4 separate regions of the Mus musculus genome follow, and regions 1, 3 and 4 are each linked to region 2. Evidence: chromatin contacts called from public HiChIP or PLAC-seq, capture Hi-C and promoter capture Hi-C data. All regions are on one chromosome and are shown on one strand. The core of a region is the stretch at or near the end of the contact, and the rest is flanking DNA. Distances in the headings are between cores, read along the strand shown.

Region 1 (2,703 bases), core at 156-2,655, 640 kb before region 2:
TTGGGGTTTTTTTTTTTCTATCTCTGTTTATGAAGGAGTTCAGAAAGCTAAAAGGTATTTTTTTTTTCTGTTAAACCATAGGGAGGTCCAGGTTGAAGCAGGAGGGCCTCTTGCCATGCATATCACTGCTCCAGCTCTGGTATCTGGAATGATGAGACCTAGGGAGTTTGCCAAGGAATTCTGTTGACAGCTGCCATAATCAGTACTGGAGTCCAAGCTTGTCTGCAGCCAGTTCCTGCTTCCCAGCCACTTGTATCCCGAGTTAGCTGAGTCCCGCTTTCAGTTTGCTGAAGTCCCTTACAGACTAACGGCCGGTCTCCTGTTGTCTTGCAGACCTGGAATGAATACCCATCAGGGGCCACTGAAACCTGTGGCGGAGGAGCTGGTGTGCGCTACAATGAGAGCTCCGGTGGGGCCCAGCTGGCACACAAGCTGGAGTCCTGCATTTTTCCAGTATGGGATGCATCTCTACACTCAGTACAGACTGAGGCTGGCAGTCACACTAGAGGAGAGGCCTGGAATTGCCCCAGCATGCCCTACGGCACTCAGAAGCTGCCCACTCTGGTCCCTGGAGGGGCTTCTAAGCCCTCTGCCTGTTGGTTTCTTTCTGGGGTTTCATGGTTACCAGGATATGATGATCTCAGAGGTGGGAGCCCAGGAAGGCCCTTGGATGGCTTTGGAATGGGGTGGCTTCAGCAAAGGCCCTGAGTAGCTGACAGTGGTGGTCGTGGTGTCTTTGTTCTATATTCTGAGTCTCCAGACTTGGTAAGGGCCCAGTAGATACTCAGGATGCTGTCCTGTTAGTACCACACAAAGGCTGCAGGCTAGGATCCTCAGGTCACAGCTCCAAGTGCTCAGCGTGGGCTACAGTTACTGAGCAGCCGTGGAAGGACTGAGGGCACTTCAGGTGCTCATATGTTCTGAGACCTTAGGTGCCTACCTTAACCCGAAACCCAATGTTCTCTGATCACCTTACCTTTGTTGGGCTGTGCCCTATCTGGAAGGCTGGTTTCTTTCAGACAGCCCCGAAGACGCCTCCCCCTTTTCCACGGTCCTTGTATGCTCTTGATCTCCAGAGAGTCCTGAGAGGTGAGGGAGTCTAGTAGGAGAGAAGAGCCCCAGGTCTGCCGTGTAGCTGGTTCCGCATGAGCATGAGCTGTGCTAGCATGTTAAATACCCTACAGATTGGTGTGTTGGGTTGGGTGAGGGTCTGTGTGGAGCCCCGAGGCTGCACTGGGTGGGAGTGCTAGGATGATGCAGACTCGAAGACACACAGAGAGTGTGGGACACTAGAGTGTGCTGTGAGGAGCTAGAGTGGCCCTAGCCCCTGTTGCTAGGCAGCGCATTTCCCTGGACACCAGTTGCCATGGCAGCCGCTTCCTGCCCATGTTGCCATGACACCCAGATGGCCTTGAGGAGCCTGAAGTGGTGGTAAGGGGCTAGCTATCCAGACACACTCACACCACCCTTCCCCCCAGCCCGGCTGGTGCCTAGGGGATGCTGAGGAGAGGAGAGAGGACAGGCTATGTTATCCAGAGCCGCTTGCCTACAGCTGGCCTGAGATGAAGTCAGGGGCTAAATGGGCAGATTCTACTCTCCTTACTATGGCCTTGACACTCAATGACCCATGCTCATTACAGGGCCTGAGTAGAACTCAGAGTCATAGAGCCAGCCACACCCATGAGAGATTCTCATTTCTGTATTTTTAACCTGGGCTTCTGGCCCTTACCCACCTAGTCTGTTCTCCACTTGCAGCCCCAAAGCACCCTGCGTAGGACTAGAGGATCCTACAGAACCTGGATGAATGTGTCTGGGGTTTCACAGGCATTCCTGGAGTGGCCTTGGGATTATTACCCTGTCATCCAGGACTCTGCCCAGTCCTTTCATCTCCTACCCAGGACCTAGGGTATGGCCTAGGCATGAACTCTCCTTTGCTCTGTTAGAGAGGCAAGATGACACTTGGCTCTGAGTCACAGCCTGTGACCTTCCAGGTGGCAGAGGGGCAGATGAGGGATGAAGTGGTCTGTGTGATGAAGTCACCCCAGGGCCAGAAGGTAGGGGCTGCTAGGCCTCTCTGTTCCTGGCAAAGTAGACATGAGTTTCTGAGAGCTGTGTGACCTTCTCGGCCTTCTCCAGTCTGCAGGGAGTGGGGAGTGCAGAGCAAGCAGGGTCCTGAGACCATGGTGTGGGCAAAAGAAGGTCTCAGAGCTAGGCATGCTACTTCATGCTTGTGTGTATCAGGATTTTGTAAGGCTAGAGCAGGAGGATTGCCATGAGTTTGAGGCCAACCTAGGATGCACAGTAAAATCCTGTCTCCATGTCTTATCCCCACAAAGAGGGCACTAGGTGGGCTGGGTCCTTGAGGTCTTCTAGGAATTCCCAGCTCCAGAGGTTGAAGCTCTTGGAGGAAAGGCACACCCATGGGGCGCTCAGTACTGGACATGGACTTTCTGCTCCTAGAATGTATGTGGTGACAGGCTGTTTGCTCCTCTCTTCTGTGGTCACTCTCTGGAAGCCACTGCTCATATTTTTTTTAAAAAATGATTTATCTATTTTATGTGAGTACACTGTAGCTGTCTTTAGACACACCAGAAGAGGGCACTGGATCCCATTGGAGATGGTTGTGAGCCACTGTGTGGTTGCTGGGATTTGAAGTCATGGCCTCTGGAAGAGCGGTCAGTGCTCTTGGCCACTCGTATTTTT
Region 2 (2,705 bases), core at 143-2,642:
GCGAGGAGATGGGGGAGTGCGCTAAACAGCAGCAGCACCTTCAGATGATGTTGGCTATCAGGAGGTCACAGTGTTCCAAGTGTCCCTGTGTATCTGGAATGTCACCCAACCGCTTTGTCCTCATCTGAATGAGTCATGCAGACTGCATCCTAAGTTTCCAGTAATCATCCATAAATTTGAATATTTGTGTGTATGAAATATAGATTTTTAGTGGTGTATTTATATCACTCTATCATCATATATAATCAAGTATATATTATATAGTTGTATGTTTATTTTATTGCATATACATACTAACTACATTAGATATGTATTGTAGGTCAAATATATAAAGTTCTGGGAGAAACATGCCTACCTCGGTTTTGCCCGACTTGGCTTTGCTGGGCTATTGTCTTGCTGTCAACAAGTCAGCACCTCACCACATATGTATTGCCACACATACATATATGAAAACTATGTATACATACTTATACATGGTCTTCAATCTTTTGATCCTCCAAGTGCCAGAATTACAGGCATAGGTCACCCTACCTAGCTGCCACCTTTGTTTTCAATCTGAGAAGAAGAGAGAGAGAAAAGATTCCTCAGAGCTAAGCATAAGCGGACTCTGGAGATTTTATGCCGTAGCTGACCCAGGCACCCTGATGGCGGGAACGCTGGTGACAAATGCGGAGAGCTGCTGGCTATCATGAATGGAGAGTCCTTTAAGAATGTCCAGGTCCTGTCAGGTGCTCTGAGGCTGTCACTGATATTTGAGGGCCTAAGTGGCAGTCCTGCTGTAGAGTTGCAAGCTGTCTTCTGATGCTGGCTACTGTCCTTTTATGGGACACTACCAGACAGACAATAGCTTTGTAAATTCTGCCAATTCACAGAACACGTCCGGAAGGCTGCCCTCTCTAGCCTAGTGTGCAAGGTGCTTACTGCCACTCCACTGAGGTTTAGAGTGCCAGGGTCACTCTGCCAGACCCCTGTCTTCATCTCACTGTGCTGGACATTTGCAGGCTCCGTGGTGGGGACCTGGACGTTTTCCAATTGTAGTTGTGTTGGGGTGGAGGGAGATCAAGGAGAGTAATTGCTCTGGGGCGGTATCAGGCTTGGCTCTACCCCCAACCTGGACCCAGAGAAGGGGCTCAGCAGGTTAGTCGAGCAGGCTTCCTCACCTAGGGAGGTGGATGAAATGTGGAGTAAGCCCTAGGACCCAGGTCAGCTCTAGTCTCGATGTTGGAAGTTTACTCGCTTAGAGGGTTATTCTGATACGTGACGTGGTGCGGTGCGGGGACCCTGTACAGAACCCAACCAGTGATGTGAGTCGTGAGGCTCGGGTTTATCTGGCGCCTGGCAGCGAGGGGCGGGCCCTGCACGCAGGCGTTGTAAACTAGTGGGGCAGGCGCAGTGCGCACGGTGGCAGCGACGGCGACAGCAGGTGGGTCATAGCGGGTCTGGAGGGACCGCTGCTGCGGGAACGTAAATGCAAGAGAAGGCTTGGGCGTCTAGGGGCACAGGGACATGGCGGAGGCAGCTAGCCTCAGCAGCTGTGGCTGCGGAGCATATGGCGAGGGGAGGTGCACCACAGCTTTCACATCCGGGAATCGGGAATCGGGGCCCTTGCAGCTCTGGCCTCCTGGCTTCAGGTGAGCTGTTCCTCCAACCTGGCAGAAGAGGGGGTGATCGCTTTTCTCTGAGGCCATGTCCCTTTGGCCACGTTCCCGGCTGCAGGAGCGGCTCCTGTTCCGGGTCCTGACAACCTGGCACTGCTCCAGGGAAGCCTCCCATTTCTTCTTGCTCGTGGTGCAGCCTGTTCCAAGCCTGTTCTTAAGCAACCTCCCACTCACTCACAGAACCACCTACCTGGTTCGCAGGTCCGCTGCAGGTCTGCTTCTCTCTGCCAGTTCCACTGCCCTGAAAGCTGACAGGAAGGACTTCCATGCGTTCTATCCCTCTGCCCACAGTCCCTGACACGCGTCCCATTCAAGCCTTCTAAAGTAGGTCCATGGTGCAGCTGACCTGGGCTCCTAAGGAGAGGAGGCGAGGACTGGGGTGGGCTGTCTATGAAAGAATGGAGGATGGTTGGTTATTCCCGCTGTCTGTCCCCAGTAGGTTCCAGAAACTGGTTCAGTACTCCGTCTGCCATGGCCCGGGGACTGCCCAGTACTGCCTGTTTGGCACGCTTCTGCCAGAAACTGAACCGTCTGAAGCCACTGGAAGAGTCTAGCATGGAGACATCACTGCGGCGCTGCCTGTCCACACTGGACTTGACTCTACTGGGTGTGGGTGGCATGGTGGGATCTGGGCTCTATGTGCTCACAGGCACAGTGGCCAAGGACATGGCTGGCCCCGCTGTGCTCTTGTCCTTTTTGGTGGCCGCTGTAGCCTCCCTGCTGGCGGCCCTATGCTATGCAGAGTTTGGAGCCCGTGTGCCCCGTACTGGCTCAGCATACCTATTCACGTACGTGTCCATGGGGGAGATATGGGCATTCCTCATAGGCTGGAATGTGCTTCTAGAATACCTCATTGGAGGTGCCGCTGTAGCCCGTGCCTGGAGTGGCTATTTGGATGCCATCTTTAACCACAGCATTCGCAACTTCACGGAGTCTCACCTGGGCGTCTGGCAGGTGCCCTTCCTAGCTCACTATCCAGATTTTCTGGCCGCTGGCATTTTACTCGTGGCTTCTGCCTTTGTCTCCTGCGGAGCCCGAGTCTCCTCC
Region 3 (2,730 bases), core at 120-2,619, 920 kb before region 2:
CTCACACTCTGCTCCAATCTCTCTAGGGAGGGAAGCCCACCACTTGGAGAGCTCCTCTCAACTCTCTTCATCCCTATACACCTAGCCCAATTCTCCGCAACTCTCTCCTAGGAGCACCAAGTTCTGCACATGCCTTCACACCTGGCTTTCCATGTGTTTACCCCAAATCCAGAGTCAGTTTCTCCAAAAAGGCATAGCAAGGTTCATCTTTCACCAGCACCTCCCAACTGGCTTGTAACACTCAGCTGTCAGCACCCCCAGTACCTACTTCTACCACCCAAGCATTTCAGAACATCTCTGGTAGACCCTTGACTCACACCTGAAAGCCCAGCCCTTGACCTGGGATTCCCACCATAATTATCAGCCAGACCCAGTCTCTCAGTGAGTAATTCCCACAAGCCAGGCCCCACTCCCCAAAGTTAGGCTGCCCACAAACACCATGTTGCATGCCCAGAGCCCATGTGCCACCAAGACCTCTTGCCCCAACTTCGAACCTTAGATTTTATCTGCCTACCTGAGTGCCCCTGACAACCTAGGAAAAGAGCCCCTACCCCTGCGCGAGCAGTCAACTTCTGCTGCTTCCTTACTGAGATAGTCACTAGCTTTTTGAGCTTCATGATCATCCATCCCATGCTGAGGTCTCATGCCCTCAGCATGCCTGTCTGTTGAATTCTCTCGCTTCTCTCCGCCTTCCCTGCCTGGCACTAGGTAATTTCGTTCCTTTTCCCGGGCTGGACAACAATCTAGAAGAAGACGCAGGGCCGCGGCGCACGGTACTCTTCCTCCGAAGTTCTCTGCTCCCGAGACCCAGGAGACCCGGGAACAGAACATGCCCAAAGCCACCATGTGAGTGGAGGACAGACTACCTGCACCGCCCGCCCGCCAGAAACGCCATGCAGGACATTCAGCTCTTAAGCTCCGGGACAACTAAGTCCACCTACCTAGGACTGCGCCAGGAGGGGCCGCCAGGATCAGAGGCTCCGCTGGAGAACACCAGGCAGAGGGGCTTCTTCCGAGGGCAGGATCCCACCGCCACCTGCAAAGGGAAGAGCGAGATCAGGTGAGCGGGGACGGGACTCTTCAAGACAGGGCCCCTACGCCGGCTCCCCACCTCACGCCTCCACACAGACCCCGCCGCGAAGATCCGAGCCTAACGCAACCGGACCCGAGGGTCTTGCTGCCACCTCGTCGGCCACGCCCCCTCGGCGTGCGCGGCCACCCCCGACGTACCGGCTCTGGCGCTCCGCACGCCCCAAGTTAGCCTTCCCGCGGGGCTGCGCGCGCACGTTCGGCCCACCGCGCCTGCGCCGTAAACAGCGAGGCCTCCATCTCGCAGAGGGTCACACCGCGCCAGCGCGCCAGCGCGGAGGCTGATGGGAGCGCGCGCACCGTACTAAGTGGAGAGGCCCGGTGCGCAGGTGCTGGGTGGTCCTGGGTCCCACTGGAGCAGGCAGGGGGCGGTTCTCATGCGTTGTGAGTCCTGGAGGACTACCCAGAGCCGGCTTGGGTCTAAAGGCTAAGGGCGTCATCAGGCCTCCGGTACTGAGTGGCTGCTGAGCCTTCGGGCCTGGGGAGTATTTCTCTCTGAGTGGCAAGTGTCTGTCTTTTTGTGTGTGTTTTGTCCCTCCTCTTCAATGCCTAGCAGCTACAGGCAAGCAAGCTAGCGCGCTACGCAGCACTGTCACTTTAGAGAGGCCAGGAAATGAGCCTGTGTGCCCCTCACATGCATATGCATGGCTTGTCCCTGTAGCTCCTCTGTGTTCTTGTAGTGTCATCCATCCCACAACCAGGACATGTGTTTAGATGGGTCTTGGACCACGAACAGAAGGCTTTGCTGCATCCCATCTGAAAGCAAGCACACACATGACACACCACCTCCCTGTTTTCCCTGCTCTGATGACTCCTTTCATGAAAGATCTCTGAAATGTTATCTGCATTTACACCCAAACGCACTGGCTTTGATCCTTGAAAGGGGAATCAAAGATCACATTGTACCTTCCAAGGGTCTGTGGGCCTTTCAGTAGCTCGGGCCAAAAGCAATAAAAGTGGCACCCAGCCAGGAAACACCTCCTTGAAGTGTGAATGAAACTTAGCTTTTTTTTTTTTTTTTTCAGTTGTATCTTTTCTAATTGACCTGATAATTTAAACTTCCTCCCTTAAGGGAAGGGTTGTTTCTGTGAATTCCAATCACCCTCAGGCCCAAGCAGCTTTAGCCAGTTAATAGTGAACAGCAGGCTTGTGCAAAAGACTACCCAACTGTCGGCCTTTTTCCAAACTGCCTTTTGGGGGTTTTCTTGTTTTTTTTTTTTTTTTTTGGTTTTTCGAGACAGGGTTTCTCTGTGTAGCCTTGGTTGTCCTGGAACTCACTTTTTAGACCAGGCTGCCCTCGAACTCAGAAATCCACCTGCCTCTGCCTCCCAAATGCTGGGATTAAAGGTGTGCGCCACGCCCGGCCACCTTTTGGGTTTTATTTTAGGGCATCACCTCAAATGTCCACGACAAAAGTTAACATAGTAACCATTGTAAAGCATACAGTTCAGTAGTAATATTAATAAATGTATTCTCGAGGCTGTGCAACTATTGCCACCATATCCAAAACTATTTCATCACACTAGAAACTATCCATTAAGCACTGACTCCTCGTCTCCAAACCCTGAGCTCCCACCATTTGCAGTCTGAATTTGACTGTGTACCCCATGTAATTGGTGCTCATGAAATGTCCATTTGTGA
Region 4 (2,825 bases), core at 309-2,808, 550 kb before region 2:
TATGTACACAAGGGCACCCACACTCTGAGACAAACGGAAACATGAAGATATGTTTAAAGGCACCCATGGTCATGCACACAATCATGTATGTGCAGATATATACCACATTACACACACGTACTTGCACACACAGACTCAAGCACTGTGAAGGAGACTCCAGGACTTGTCCCTCTGTCTGGGTCCAGCTGCCCGGAGCATCCCTAATCAAAATCCAAGTGTGTCTCCATGGGAGTGGGTCTTGTTAAGGGGCCCCACCATGTGCTAAGCATGAAGATCGCAGCAGGCAGGCTGCATAAATGCATGTATGGTCATAGGTGTGTAGGCAGGAGTGAGGACAGAGCTATGCACCCGAGTACAGGGATGTGCTTATAGCATTTATGTGCATGTGCACACTAGGGCAGATTTGGTATGCATGTGCACTGGAGGTGTGCAAGGCTGTATGTAGCCCATGTAGACACGTGCAAAGAAACGTGTGTGCAGCCTGCGGCACCATGGACATCAGCAGGGTAGATAGGGTGGGCACCTGGGGAAGGCAATGTGTTCACCCCAGATTCTCCAGGTAAGGCATGTCCAACCTGCATGAAGCCCATCCTCCCTTGCCCCTACTGTGGGGGCTTTGCAACCGGATGGGAGGAGGGAATCCCACAGGGCTGCCAAGGAGGGGGTGTTTCGAGCACCAACGCCCCTCAATGGAGCCGCTCACTCTCAGGAGCTCTCCCGATCTCCGAGGAGGAGACATTGCCTTGCGTGTGTGTGTGTGTGTGTGTGTGTGTGTGTGTGTGTTCTCCTCTCTACCTGCTCCAGAGATAGCTCTGGGATCGCCCTGTCCCCCACGCCCTCTGCTGCTGCTGACACCCGTATTCATCCCTACTCCGTTTGACCCCAAAGAAACAGCTTCTGAGCAGGGTTCGCTGGGCAGACCCCATCTCGGTCCGGTGCCCACGTTTCTGCAAACCCGCTCATTAACCCATTCGCCGCCTTTGCGCTCTCAGGTGGGACCCCGCCCTTCCAGCCCTCAGTCTCCACCCGGCCCTGGTCCAACATCTGGAACCTCGTACCCTCCATCCCTGGCCCCGCCGTCGCTGTCAACTTTCCCGCAAAGCCGCAACTTTTGCGGCTGCCGCGGGCTCCGCCCTCCCAGGGCCCAGTTGCTAGCGGCCAGCGCGCGGCGTGGCACTGCGGTGGCCCTCGGGAGCGACCGGCGACCCGGCTCCATCTCTGGCAGCGTGAGCCATGCCCTGCGTCCCCCCCGCCCCGCCCCGCTGCAGCCTGTCTCCGGAGCGGCGCTGACACTCACCTCCGGAGGACGCCCTCTTCATCTTCGGGGTCGAGCGGGGCGCGTCGGGCACTGGAAGCGGCTTCGGGGCGGGCGCCCGTCTGCGCGCGGCCGGGTCCGCATCCAGGCGCCGCTGCTCCGGCCCGGTCCCGGCCCGGCCGCGGGACGAGGCTCCGGCGCTCCGCTCTACCGGGCCGGGCTGGGCTCGCGGGCTGCGGGCGCACAGGGTGAGGGCGGCGGCGCGGACTGGCGGGGCGCTCGCAGCGCGGGCCAGGAGAGGATGAATGTTTTATGGGATCATGTGGTTTGACGCGCGGAATCCGCCCGGTCTCCCCGCCGGTCCGGGCGGGGCGGGGCCGGGGCGGGGCCTGGCGCCGGGCGGGGCGCTCACCTGGGCGCGCCGCGCTGGGGCGGACCGGTGGGTACGGGGTGTAGGGCAAGCGGGCGGGCGACGGGAGGGGAGGCGAGGGTGTCCGGAGCGCGGTGCAAGTGGCAGGACGCGCTCAGCCACCCGGTGCACGGGCCACGCGCGGTCCCAGACAAAGGCGGCGCATTCCTGAAGAGGCGGCGGCCCCTGCAGGCGGCCGCGGGCACCGCGTCCCGGAACCGGCCGTGGGCGCGGGCTCGAGGGCGTGGCGGCACAGGCTGAGTCCCGAAGGGAGTCCTGGGCATCGGACAGATGCAGCAGGCCTTTGCATGGCCCGCCTCCGCTTGCCCCTTAAAGCCCTTTGCTCGAAACTGTCCTAGGCGACTGGGTAAGAAAACTGAGAGGCAAGGTGTAATAGCGCAGTAGTGCTCTCTCCAGCTTTGTAGTTCCCTGTCCCAGGAAGGACACTCAGGCTTTGTCTGCACCTGCCTCTGCACAAGCTCCTATCATTTCCCCTTTGCAATGGAGATTACAAAGTCCGAAGAATCCTCTGGACCCACCCTCCACCAAGCCAGATCAATATAAGGCCAATGTTCCTAATGGCAACCCCCCCCCCCAACATGTCCCATCTCCCATTCCTGCTTGGGTGCTCTATCTGGAGTTCTTAGGTGCATTCTGGGGTGGGGTGGTGGTAGAGGTGCTTCGGCTGGCTGCCAGGTCGTTGTCTGTATCTGTCCTGCACATTATCTAGCCAGAGAGCTGGATAGGGCCCATGGTCCGCCTGTCTCAGTAGAGAAAGAGAACACCCAGTATGGCATAAGCTTCAGGGGTGGAGAGCGCTGAAGAGCCTGCAATGGAATGGCTTTCTGGCCATATATGGAAGCTACACTGCTCGGTCCTGCCCTGGCTGTGTCCCCAACCACACCTCTGTGTGCTTTGTCCCAGTTGTCCTTGTTCATTTGACTTGGATTTTTCAGGTCACTGAAATGTGTGAGATGAGGTTAAGGCAGGGCAGGCACTCACGGCCACTTCTTCATTGGATACTGGTCACCAAGTGCCACCAGATTGACCCCTATGTGACTCAGTAAGTTCTCATTTCCACTCCCCACCACATGGGAGGCTGGCCACCCAGTGACAGATGAATAACCCAAAGCCAACTTCAAAGAGCCAGCAGAAGGCCAT

The links. Promoter capture Hi-C pulls out the DNA fragments that hold promoters and counts their contacts. HiChIP or PLAC-seq counts read pairs in DNA pulled down with a chosen protein or histone mark. Capture Hi-C pulls out chosen DNA fragments and counts their contacts.
Region 1: a capture Hi-C map of embryonic stem cells shows a contact between it and region 2, with 4 times the contacts expected there. The contact joins the promoter of 4933432I09Rik here to the promoter of Slc7a4 in region 2. A contact is called at or near these places in 3 of 39 promoter capture datasets (the 3T3-L1 cell line, cranial neural crest and liver), 1 of 115 datasets of contacts at active chromatin or transcription factors (pancreatic cancer cells) and 1 of 9 other capture datasets (embryonic stem cells).
Region 3: an HNF4G HiChIP or PLAC-seq map of pancreatic cancer cells shows a contact between it and region 2. The contact joins the promoter of Gnb1l here to the promoter of Slc7a4 in region 2. A contact is called at or near these places in 1 of 39 promoter capture datasets (liver) and 1 of 115 datasets of contacts at active chromatin or transcription factors (pancreatic cancer cells).
Region 4: a contact with region 2 is called in a promoter capture Hi-C map of liver, with 5 times the contacts expected there. The contact joins the promoter of Rtn4r here to the promoter of Slc7a4 in region 2. A contact is called at or near these places in 3 of 39 promoter capture datasets (the C10 cell line and liver) and 1 of 115 datasets of contacts at active chromatin or transcription factors (pancreatic cancer cells).

What each region holds. Positions count from the first base shown.
Region 1 is chr16:18,212,565-18,215,267 of GRCm38.p6, reverse strand. 4933432I09Rik (RIKEN cDNA 4933432I09 gene) reads left to right here and starts at 1,405. Exons shown (of 3, transcript NR_015575.1): 1 at 1,405-1,431. It also overlaps a transcript of Ccdc188 not described here.
Region 2 is chr16:17,575,358-17,578,062 of GRCm38.p6, reverse strand. It overlaps Slc7a4 (solute carrier family 7 (cationic amino acid transporter, y+ system), member 4), which reads left to right and starts at 1,392. Exons shown (of 5, transcript NM_144852.3): 1 at 1,392-1,423; 2 at 2,098-2,705. The coding sequence starts at 2,130. It overlaps LOC115488657 (a long non-coding RNA gene), which reads right to left and starts at 2,184. Exons shown (of 2, transcript XR_003951946.1): 1 at 1,849-2,184; 2 at 1,306-1,649.
Region 3 is chr16:18,497,352-18,500,081 of GRCm38.p6, reverse strand. It overlaps Gnb1l (guanine nucleotide binding protein (G protein), beta polypeptide 1-like), which reads right to left and starts at 1,369. Exons shown (of 8, transcript NM_001081682.2): 1 at 1,231-1,369; 2 at 942-1,036.
Region 4 is chr16:18,126,375-18,129,199 of GRCm38.p6, reverse strand. Rtn4r (reticulon 4 receptor) reads right to left here and starts at 1,558. Exons shown (of 2, transcript NM_022982.3): 1 at 1,298-1,558. The coding sequence starts at 1,319. Gm52241 reads left to right here. Exons shown (of 2, transcript XM_030249377.1): 1 at 1-559; 2 at 993-1,586. The coding sequence starts at 536. The coding sequence ends at 1,586.